Regions from separate parts of the Mus musculus genome. Here region 1 is linked to region 2. A link is a contact called in public HiChIP or PLAC-seq data. All regions are on one chromosome and are shown on one strand. Each heading gives the region's core, a stretch centred on a gene start, on an enhancer-like site or on the middle of the called end of the contact. The rest is flanking DNA. Distances are from core to core; before and after follow the strand shown.

Region 1 (5,139 bases), core at 1,527-4,026, 480 kb before region 2:
CTGAGAGACTCCAAATCTCTGGTCCTTCCCTCTGCCACCTCTGGCCACTGGTGTTTCCCCATCTGCTGAGAGCCCTGAGCATGTGAACTGGCTCAAGCTGCCTTGGCTGTGTGGCTGGGAGTTGGATGACTGGAGATGCTGTGCAGGGTGGAGCTGACCCAGAGGGTGCCCGCTCTTCTCCCACCGATGCCATGGGCTCAAGCCTTTGTCTTCTGCACGGCCTCCAGGGAAGAACGACATCTTTGGAGAGCCTCTGAACCTATATGCCCGTCCTGGAAAGTCCAATGGGGATGTGCGGGCCCTCACGTACTGTGACCTGCACAAGATCCATCGTGATGACTTGCTGGAGGTGTTGGACATGTATCCCGAGTTCTCAGATCACTTTTGGTCTAGCCTGGAGATCACCTTCAACCTTCGAGATGTGAGTGGGCCATCTCAAGAGCTGCCTTTATCCCCAAGAGAGCTGATGATTGACAGGCTGCCCCTTCCCTGTGACTGTGGAAAACAGCTTCTTTGCCTGCTTTTCTGTCTTTTTACAGTCAGATCAGGCTATGGAAGTACCAACCTCAGGGTGTTGGGGGAAAGTGACACAGGGTGGGATGGGGGTAGGGAAAATTCTTCCCCACAGCCCCACCTCCCTAGGTTAAGGAAGGGGTGCAGTTGCCTGCCCCACCCCCATATTCCAGGACAGCCAGGCAGGATGGACCTAAGGGCTCTGACTGTTCTCTTCGTTGCAGACCAACATGATTCCTGGCTCCCCAGGCAGTGCAGAACTAGAGAGCGGCTTTAACAGGCAACGCAAGCGCAAACTGTCATTCCGCAGGCGTACAGACAAGGGTGAGATGGTCAAGGGGAGGGCAGGAGGAGAGTGGAGGGCAGAGGGGAGTGCGGGCAGGGTCAGGCTGTGCAGGCTCCACCCCTTGCCCAGCGTTCAGGCACGCAGTCCTCCAGTGCACCCCACCCCCATGCCTCCCTTCCACTGGACAAAGGCTGGGCTTTTGGTCTTTATTATGCCTGAGTGTTGTCTAGCGGGCCTTGACCCCTTAAAGAGAGGAGGGAGGTGGCAGGAGGGAGCACAAGAACAAAGGAATAAGCAGAGGGCTACAGAGAGCCAGAGATCTGGAGTCAGAAGTGACCCCCCCCCCCCGGGGTGTGGCAGGGCGCGAGATAAAACAACTTTGTCCGTCCTCACACTCTGCCCCTTGCTCAGCTCCCCTTGCCCGTCCCCTGTTCTCCCCTCTCTCTGAGGTATGCTCTCTGTTTCCCACAGACACAGAGCAGCCAGGGGAGGTGTCAGCCCTGGGGCAAGGCCCTGCCCGAGTTGGGCCAGGGCCGAGTTGCCGGGGACAGCCGGGAGGGCCATGGGGGGAGAGCCCATCCAGCGGCCCTTCCAGCCCAGAGAGCAGTGAAGATGAGGGCCCTGGTCGCAGCTCCAGTCCCCTCCGCCTGGTGCCCTTCTCCAGCCCCAGGCCTCCGGGAGACCCCCCAGGTGGGGAGCCTTTGACAGAGGATGGGGAGAAAAGTGACACCTGTAATCCCTTGTCAGGTAGGCCTGGGCCTTGGGGTGGGGGTGGGAGTGAGTGAGTGTGGGGGATGGGCAGTATGGGGGATGGGTAGGGACTGGCAGGGGCCTGACTTTCTTCCTGACCCCACTCCTCTCTGGCTCCAGGTGCCTTCTCTGGGGTGTCCAATATTTTCAGCTTCTGGGGGGACAGTCGGGGGCGCCAGTACCAGGAGTTGCCTCGATGCCCTGCCCCTGCCCCCAGCCTCCTCAACATCCCCTTGTCTAGCCCTGGTCGGCGATCCCGGGGTGATGTGGAGAGCAGGCTGGACGCACTCCAGAGACAGCTGAACAGGTAAAGATGGGTGCCCAGGGAATGGGCACGGGGTAGGCTGCACTGTGGGGGAACTTGGGGCCTCTTTGGGTTTCTGCTGATGTTTCAGGGGTGCTCTGTCTAGGACTGTCTGTGCCAGGCAGGTGGACCCTCTCCTTCCTCAGCTGCATGAGGAGGGAGCCTAGAGTGAACCAGCTATCTCCACTTCTGAGAAATCTTCCTTCCTTGCCCCAGGCTGGAAACCCGGCTAAGTGCAGACATGGCCACTGTCCTACAGCTGCTACAGAGGCAAATGACCCTGGTCCCTCCTGCCTACAGTGCTGTGACCACCCCTGGGCCCGGCCCCACTTCCGCATCCCCTTTGTTGCCTGTCGGCCCTGTCCCCACTCTCACCCTGGACTCGCTTTCTCAGGTACATTCTAGAGCCCACTCCCAGCCTCCAGCCGCACCCTCTCTGCCCCAACGACTGCACAGCTGCTGGGTGTGAAATGTGGCTTCCTCACCCCCATCCTCTTCTACCTGCTCCTGCCAGGCAACCTAAGGGCCAGATGTAAACATGATGTCTGAGCCTGGGCCTTGGGTCTGGATGCTGCCTGAGAGTGGTCCCTGCTGTGGTTATCCCCCTCTGACTTTGCCGCCTCTCATCTTGGCTCTTACTCTAGCAGTGCTATAGCCTCCTGAAGGCTGCTGGCATGTCCAGGGTGCCAAGATCAAGGCTCTGAGATAGGACCTCCCTGATCCACATCTCTTCTCTTTGAGTAACCTCCTGAAGGACAGCTGTAGCTGGGTCTTTTCTGCCAGCTCTAGCTTTGATAGGTGCTTGAAGGGGGTGGGGGTGGGGGCTCCTATGGCACCCAGAGGTGGCTTGGGATCTACTCCCACCCCCAGCTCTGCTCCCTGTCCCATATGCTGCTTGCTCCTGTTTGCAGACACCAGGGCCCACGTCAGCAAATGTGCCAGTCTCCCTTCACAGCCTCCCCCGCAGGGATCTCACCAGTAGACACGTCAGCACCCACAAATCCCTCCTGCCCGCCCTAGCGCTCTCCCTGGCCTCAGAGACCTGGCCGCTGGCCCACTGTTGTTTCCAGGGCCCCAGGGTTCTTTGGAAAATTGCAAGGAGGCACCTTGTCTCTCTCTGTCTTAGCTGCCTTCCCAAAGCAGGGACTTCTTATTCCATGTAGGCTTTGCTCCCGCTGCCCTGGCACATTCCCTAGGGAAGGGAGAGGCTAGAGCTTGGAATCCAGCTTCTCCGGGTCCAGAGCAAGGTCCTCTGTCAGGGTGGCTGTGAGTGGCTCTCAGCCCTTTCATTTGGCTCCTGCCACAAAGGTGCATTTCTTTACAGAAGTTGCAGCCTTCTTGTCCCCTCAGGTCCCCACTCTGCCCACCTAAGCCTCTCTGACCTCCAGTCTCCGCCCCTTCCTCCTCCCCCACGTTTCTGACCTCCGGTCTCCGCCCCTTCCTCCTCCCCCACGTTTGAGTGCCTTCTCAAGCTCTGTGGTCTTTGCAGGTTTCCCAGTTCGTGGCGTTTGAGGAGCTTCCTGCAGGAGCCCCAGAGCTCCCCCAAGATGGCCCCACTCGACGCCTCTCCCTGCCCGGCCAGCTGGGGGCCCTTACCTCCCAGCCCCTGCACAGACATGGCTCAGATCCAGGCAGTTAGTGATGCTGCCCACTGTGGACATGTGGCTCACCCTGGGTTCAGGGCATTACCTGACCGCTCTCCTTGGAGACCCTGGTTTGGAGGGGAGACCTGTGCAGAAGCACCTCCATCCCCACCCTTGGGACCAGCATCTCCTCCTGCAATACCCTGGGCCCCACTGGGAGGGGCAGGACAGAGCTGGGCAGTGGATGGGGGTCTGTGGTCCCCCCACTGCCCTGGGGGCATTAGCTGGTCTAACTGCCCGGAGGCACCGGCCCTGGGCCTTAGGCACCTCAAGGACTTTTCTGCTATTTACTGCTCTTATTGTTAAGGATAATAATTAAGGATCATATGAATAATTAATGAAGATGCTGATGACTATGAATAATAAATAATTATCCTGAGGAGACTCCAGGGTGCTGGTTAGCTTCAGCCATCACCTGCTGTATCTCATGTTTATGTTCTAAACGTACTTAAGTGGCAGTGCCAGAGCCTCTGTACAGGGATCCTGGCCTCTCTATGTCCAGGCCTACAGGGGTGACCAGATATCCTTCCCCTTTTCTGTGTGTGTGTTTGTGTGTGTGTGCGCGCACACATGTGCGGGCACATGCCTTCTCATATACCCATGTACCCATGTACATAAAAGATGGAGAGTGTTTCCTGGAGCCAGACAATATGGTCCTGGATTTGGGACAACCAAGCCATGTGGGCTACTTTGAGTCTGATAGGCTACTTGTACCCTGAGTGCAACCCTTCACAATCATGCTGATTTACTTCCTGGGCACTGGTCCTAAGTCAGCCCTACATGGTAAAACCACACACTTGTCCCTCTCAAATAGTTCACAAGTCCGGCATCACACCCACCTGGGTTCTCTTTGGTCAGAGTTCAGCTTCCCTACCCCTCATTGGCTTTAGGTTGACCTTGTATAGTTGGGTCTCACATGGGTCTGGCTTCCCCACTGTGACCAGCACATACCTGTGTCTAGCTCCAGGTGATCTTACCTTGATTACCTTGGTCCCTTGTGACTGTTGGCCACAGAGGAGCTGCTGAGAAGATGGAGGTTGCAAGGTGGCTCATTCTGTTGGAAGTAAGTCAAGCATATATCTTGAGGATAGTGACGATTCCCCTTGCTTATGTGTGCAGGTTTGTGTGCACTTGTGTTGTTGGACTTGTGAACACACCCTGCAGAGATGATGCCTGCATGTGCCAGGCAAAGGCAGCGGTGAGTTTTGCTATAAGGCTGGCTTATAGGTGACAGTGCTGCCAGAGGCTGCCCAGACTGGTCCTCAAGATCCCTCTCCTCCTCTGTCCCTTTGAGATGAGTATGCTAACTTTGAAGATAAGCATGGTAGAGCAGCCTAGAGACTCTCCCAGCACCCAGTCAGGAAGAAGGGAGGGACGTCTCACCTGGACCAGAGCCTGGTGATACTGGAAGAGATAAAAGGAAGAGACTTAGGATTTCCAGGTTGAGGCTGAGTGGCAGGCAGCAGTGGAGTGGCTCTGCTTCTCACTTGGTCCCTCTCTACCTGACATGTCACACCTTGTCAATTATCCATCTGTCTATTAAGTACATATATGTACACACGCACATACACGCACACATCAGGCTGCTCACAACAATCTGTAACTCCACTTCCAGGTGGTCTGATGACCTCTTCTGACTTCTG
Region 2 (5,494 bases), core at 348-2,847:
CCTCCTCTTCCTTCTTCTTCCTCTTCTTCCTTCTTCTTCCTCTTCTTCTTTTCTTCTTTCTTCTTCTCTCTTTCTTTCTTTCTTTCTTTCTTTCTCTTTTCTTTCTTTCTTTCTTTCTTTCTCTTTCTTTCTTTTCTTTCTTTCTTTCTTTCTTTCTTTCTTTCTTTCTTTCTTTCTTTCTTTCTTTCTTTCTTCTTTCTTCTTTTTCTTCCAGAGCAGAGGACCGAACCCAGGGACTTGCACTTGCTAGGCAAGCACTCTACCACTGAGCTAAATCCCCAACCCCTCTATTGTGTATTTCTAAACAGAGTATTTTGAGAAACAAGATGCATAAAAATTTCTGTTCTCATTTGGCTCATTTACATCACTGCATTTTAGGATCAGAGCACTGCTTTCCTAGTAACCATGGTGAACTAATTAGATGCTTTGCTATGGGATCAGCCAATTCACAAGTTTCTTATTTCAAGTCAATTGCAGAATTCGACTAAAATCTTGGCACTTCTGATCCTAGAGTCGCATTTTCTACACCTATGTTCTTTATTGTTGGTTTTTTTTTTTCATTGCATTGTATTAATAAAAATGTATTCTTTGAGGATGAATGCAGTGGGGCAGGAGAGAAAGACAGAATTAAGGAGACATGGGAAGTGAAAGGTGTCCCGTCTGGCTGAAGAATCCCACCAGCCGAGCAAAGACTCCCCTGACATTTAACAGCATTTGCTGTTACGGGGCAGTACTCCTTTTATACAGAACTATTTTCAACTAAGAATATTGAAACAGTGACCACACTCAAGGCTTAAGCATATCTGACTTTACTCCTTCCCAGATGTAAACTGCAGTTTTCTGGGACTCTCACACACAAAAGTCTATAACTTCCTTTATAGTAAAAATGTAGCTTAACTCCCATGAACCCCTTGTGCCCAGTGATCTCATTAAGTTCCTTGGCAGTCCTTGAGATGTAAGTCTAGAAGCCAGAAGTGTCAAAGAAAAACAGACAAATAAACCCAGATTTCACGCGAACTTCCCAGATTTGAAAATGTTGTTAAATGAAAAACAGAGAACGGGTGCAAAGTAGAAGGAAACCTGGAAGAGTGCCCGGTGACGTCCGGTTTTAGCAGCCATAGAAGAAACTGATTCTGGGATAGTAAGGAACTTAGCCAAGATAACAGAACAGTATATAAAATAACATTCCTTCTTTCTCAAAGATCATCGCTGGGATGTGTGCTTTAAAACTCTGGAAAGATGCTGGAAAAAAATAAAGGTAGTTGTAGATAAAAAAGTAGGCCTCAAGTGAGCGCGTCTGGCAATCTTCAGCAAACAGCGCGCATTGAATCCCAGCACTCGAGACGCTGATGCAGTAGCAGCTCCATGGGTTCAAGGGCAGCAAAGTCTTAAACAGGGAGCCCCTATCTGGAAAGACAATTCCCGCCCCGCCCCTCCAGGAAAAGCCGGATTCGTCCCAACAATAAAACAACAAAAACGAGGCGGGAGCAGTGAACCCGCAAGGCGGAGCTAGGTTGCTGGAAGGCGACGGATTACGGCCTCTGTCGGCGATGCCTCACGACTCCTGCCGTAAAGGCCCCACGTGGCGCATGCGCAGCTCCTCTCCCTTCCGGGATCCGGACACGGTGGTGGTTGTTGGGCTCCTCGTTCCGCTGGTCCGTCGTCGCCATGGTGAAGCTGAGCAAAGAAGCCAAACAGAGGCTGCAGCAGCTCTTCAAGGGCGGCCAGTTTGCCATCCGCTGGGGCTTTATTCCTCTCGTGATTTACCTGGGTCAGTGATTGAAGAACTTGGGAGGAGCCGCAGGGCAGGGGTTGGTGGGGTCTGAGTCTCCTTTTTTGCCATCCGGGGCTAGGAAATTAAACCCGGCCTCCGCGTTGTCCACGATTTCCGAGGCTGTCTGCCCGGGCTCGAAAAACCATCTTCCAGTTCCTTTTAGCTATTTGAGTAGTGTTTAACCAGTCACACAATCCCTTATATTCCCTACTTAAATCTGTAAAATAAAAGCAAGACCTTTCAAGATTGGTTTTAGGTTTATATGACCCCTAAAGAAAGATTAATCCTCTATTTGACTTTTAGAACGTTTCCCTCCTGTAGGTTAGCCTAAGTGGGAAGACGGTAACCAGGTTAAAACGTCACTGCCTAAAAGCATGATTGTGACCATTGGATGCCTACGCTTTTCTTGTATAATGAAGGATTTCGGTGATTTTTTTTTTTCTCCCGAAAGTTACAGACCCCATTTTGCAGGGAAAGACAGCCATAAAGTTGTACTTTCCTTGCCCAAGTGTCCAGGCAAATATTTTCACCTAGGGCTACACTCTGGAACTGGTTCTGTTCCTGGTTGAGTAGTTTTACAATTTTTTATCTTAATTGCCTTATTCATCCCGTAAGGTAAACAGCAGAGGATTTTAGCTCCAGGTCTCAGAGCTCTAATATGGAATCTGGCGTTTCTCATTAAAGCAGGACCCTCACAAGGTGCTGCTTCTCGTTTGTTTTACATGACTTGCATTATATAAGATAAAATACATTCATTTGTAGTCTTGGCAGAGCCTTTAACTAGGCTGGACATTTCTCCAGGCAGCTGTTGTACCTGTGAGAAGTATGTGAGCTGTGATAACCTGGATATTTTGATAGGACAAGTATTTTTCTTGGTGTTCCTAAGTATTACTGATGAGACAGTGCCTCATGTTGCTCAAGCTGGCCTTGAACTCCTGGTTCTCTTTTTTTTTTTTTCCCTACCTTTCCAGTGTTTGAATTACAGGCCTGCACCGTCACATACAGCTCTTTTCTCCTCTATTTTGAAAGAAAAGAAAATCTCAGACAGTGATATTATATAGGTATCAGATAGATAATTGTGACAGCTTACTTTTTTTGTTTGCTTGGGGTTTTTTGTTTGTTTGTTTTCGAGACAGGGTTTCTCTGTATAGCCCTTGCTGTCCTGGAACTCACTCTGTAGACCAGGCTGGCCTTGAACTCAGAAATCCGCCTGCCTCTGCCTCCCGAGTGCTGGGATTAAAGGCGTGCGCCACCACCCACTGCTGGCTCTACTTTTGTAGGCCGGGTTGTCCATACAGTTCTTTGAGCCCCGCTCCATTTTCATAGTTTGCCTGTAGGTAAGGCTGGGTGAACTCGCAATTCAGCCTCATCTATGGTGTAGTTGGAACTACAGGTGCACTAGGCTCTCCTCTTGAGATACACCTCTGCCCCCACCACCGCCAGATGAGCCCCTTTCATGCAGCCTAGGCTGGCTTGGCTGTAATTTCAAGCTCCTCCTGCCTTCAACTTCTGAACAATGTGTTAAAGTTGTGCACAGCTATGTCCATAGCTAGAAGCTGTAGCTACTTGTCAGAATCTTGGGTCTGAGAACTGGATGCTTCACATTGGTTCCTTTCCTGGGGCTTGTCATGGCATCCAGTAGGGAATTTAAGATTGATGCTGATAGGGCTGCCCTCCCAGCACTTCTGTGTATGTGCCTGTGTGCCTGTTAATCATTTATTCAGGAAATTAATATATATCATCAACAGAGTTTAAATTGTATTTAAATAGTAAAGGTATATTGCTCTAAATAGGTAGATAAATAATATTAAATTATTTTCCCTCCTTTTCTATCTTGAGGCTTGCTTTATCAAGAGAGTAGTTTGTGGAAGATAAAGTAAGATATTCTCAATTACTCTTTCAGAAAAGGTGTCATTTTCCTCTTTCTTTAAGCTTTTTGGAGTTTTCCAGTGTGATTTGGGACTTGTAATAGTCTTGGGAGTGACTGTAAAAGTAAGCCATGCTAAGATGATCTGCTAACTGCACAGTGGAAACAACTGTCCTTTCTGATGAACGAATGGTCATGGTTGCTGCTCCACTTTCTGGTGGAAACTAGAAACCTTCAGCAGCACAAGTCAGCTGAGACGGGTGTCCCAGATTGGATTGTAGACATTTTGTCTGCTGGACTCGTAATTGTTTCATTTGAAAGTTCTTATTTTTTTTCCTTCAGGATTTACAAGGGGTGCAGATCCTGGAATGCCTGAACCGTCGGTTTTAAGGTAATGCTCTTGAATATCAACATTTGAAGACAGATGCTCATATGTTAATTGGTATTAAGTCATTAGGAAGTGGATGACCCATAACGTCACCAGTCATTACAGTCTTGGGTTGTTAGAAGTATTGTGGTCTAGCCTAGCTTGTATTAATTATTGTGTAGCTGCTTTCCTTTCTTCCTCCCACCTTAAAAATCTTTACTTACTATGTTATAACCATAATGATACACATTTTTAAAAGAAAAGAATTAATTTATCCCCTTATGCCATGAAAGGGTAAACTTGTGTATCTAATGCTAACATAGAATTTTGCTCTTTTTACTTAAAATTAGAATTGATAATATATCCCGCTCAGGGACATGCCACCACAGTCTAACTTCCTATAAGGCTTCTCTTAAAGGTTCTATCTGCTTCCAGTATTTTATAGGCTGGTCTTGTTTTTTTTGTTTGTCTGTTTTTGGTTTTTTCGAGACAGGGTTTCTCTGTGTAACCCTGACTGTGCTGACGTATAGGCTTAATTCATAGCACCCAGCTAAGACATAAGTAAGATGAGCATCATTTCCTTAGTTGTGTCAGACCAAGGAAGATTGTCTTTTTTTTTTTTTTTTTTTTTTTTTTTTGGTTTTTCGAGACAGGGTTTCTCTGTGTAGCCCTGGCTGTCCTGGAACTCACTCTGTAGACCAGGCTGTCCTCGAACTCAGAAATTCGCCTGCCTCTGCCTCCCGAGTGCTGTGATTAAAGGCATGCACCACCACGCCCAGCCTGAGAAAGAAATCTTAATAGCTGAAGAGTTTGCTTTCATATCTTAGCTGTATATAAAAGTACTTGGACTCAATGGGAGACCTTTATATTTGATATATAATGATGAATGTATATTGTGTTTTCTAAACATAGAAAGGCCTGGATGGCCTTTAAGGATAAACTATAGAGCCTTGTCACAAAGTCACATTTTTAATCAGTAAGATTGAGACATGAAACATGTCTTTTCTGTTTTTTTTTTTTTTTTTTTTGGTTTTGGTTTTTCGAGACAGGGTTTCCTGGAACTCACTTTGTAGACCAGGCTGGCCTCGAACTCAGAAATCCGCCTGCCTCCGCCTCCCAAGTGCTGGGATTAAAGGCATGTGCCACCACGCCCGGTGTTCTTTTTTTTTTTTTTTGGTTGTTGTTGTTGTTGTTGTTTTCCAAGACAGGGTTTCTCTGTGTAGCCCTGGCTGTCCTGGCACTCACTTTGTAGACCAGGCTGGCCTCAAACTCAGAAATCTACCTGCCTCTGCCTCCCAAGTGCTGGGATTAAAGGCGTGTGCCACCACAGCCCGGCACATGTCTCTTTTCTTTCTTGGATCCTGGTGCCCCTTCCTTTAACAAATGCTGTGGCAGTCTGTTCCCCTTCCTGAATTAAAGATTCTGGGTGGGACTTAGCATAAGTGCAAATAGTGGCTGATGTAGCCATTTTCCTGTCAGATTTGGG

What was found. HiChIP or PLAC-seq counts read pairs in DNA pulled down with a chosen protein or histone mark.
Region 1: a contact with region 2 is called in a FOXA1 HiChIP or PLAC-seq map of pancreatic cancer cells. The contact joins the enhancer-like site here to the promoter of Tomm7 in region 2. A contact is called at or near these places in 4 of 39 promoter capture datasets (cranial neural crest, embryonic stem cells, hippocampal neurons and 1 more), 4 of 115 datasets of contacts at active chromatin or transcription factors (the 230-238 cell line, bone marrow-derived macrophages, embryonic stem cells and 1 more) and 1 of 9 other capture datasets (embryonic stem cells).

What each region holds. Positions count from the first base shown.
Region 1 is chr5:24,318,353-24,323,491 of GRCm38.p6, reverse strand. Kcnh2 (potassium voltage-gated channel, subfamily H (eag-related), member 2) reads left to right here. Exons shown (of 15, transcript NM_013569.2): 10 at 228-421; 11 at 738-837; 12 at 1,271-1,546; 13 at 1,670-1,856; 14 at 2,070-2,247; 15 at 3,343-3,903. The coding sequence ends at 3,492. It overlaps Gm15589 (a long non-coding RNA gene), which reads right to left. Exons shown (of 4, transcript XR_003955875.1): 2 at 4,474-4,550. Among named protein-coding and RNA genes, the nearest start is that of Gm15589, 9.5 kb to the right of the region's middle. Within about 2 kb of position 2,776, at least 115 of the 459 cell types and tissues checked have an H3K27ac peak or open chromatin away from gene starts, as enhancers often do. A contact at or near this core is called in pancreatic cancer cells, where this site is marked.
Region 2 is chr5:23,840,248-23,845,741 of GRCm38.p6, reverse strand. It overlaps Tomm7 (translocase of outer mitochondrial membrane 7), which reads left to right and starts at 1,597. Exons shown (of 3, transcript NM_025394.3): 1 at 1,597-1,771; 2 at 3,984-4,032. The coding sequence starts at 1,669.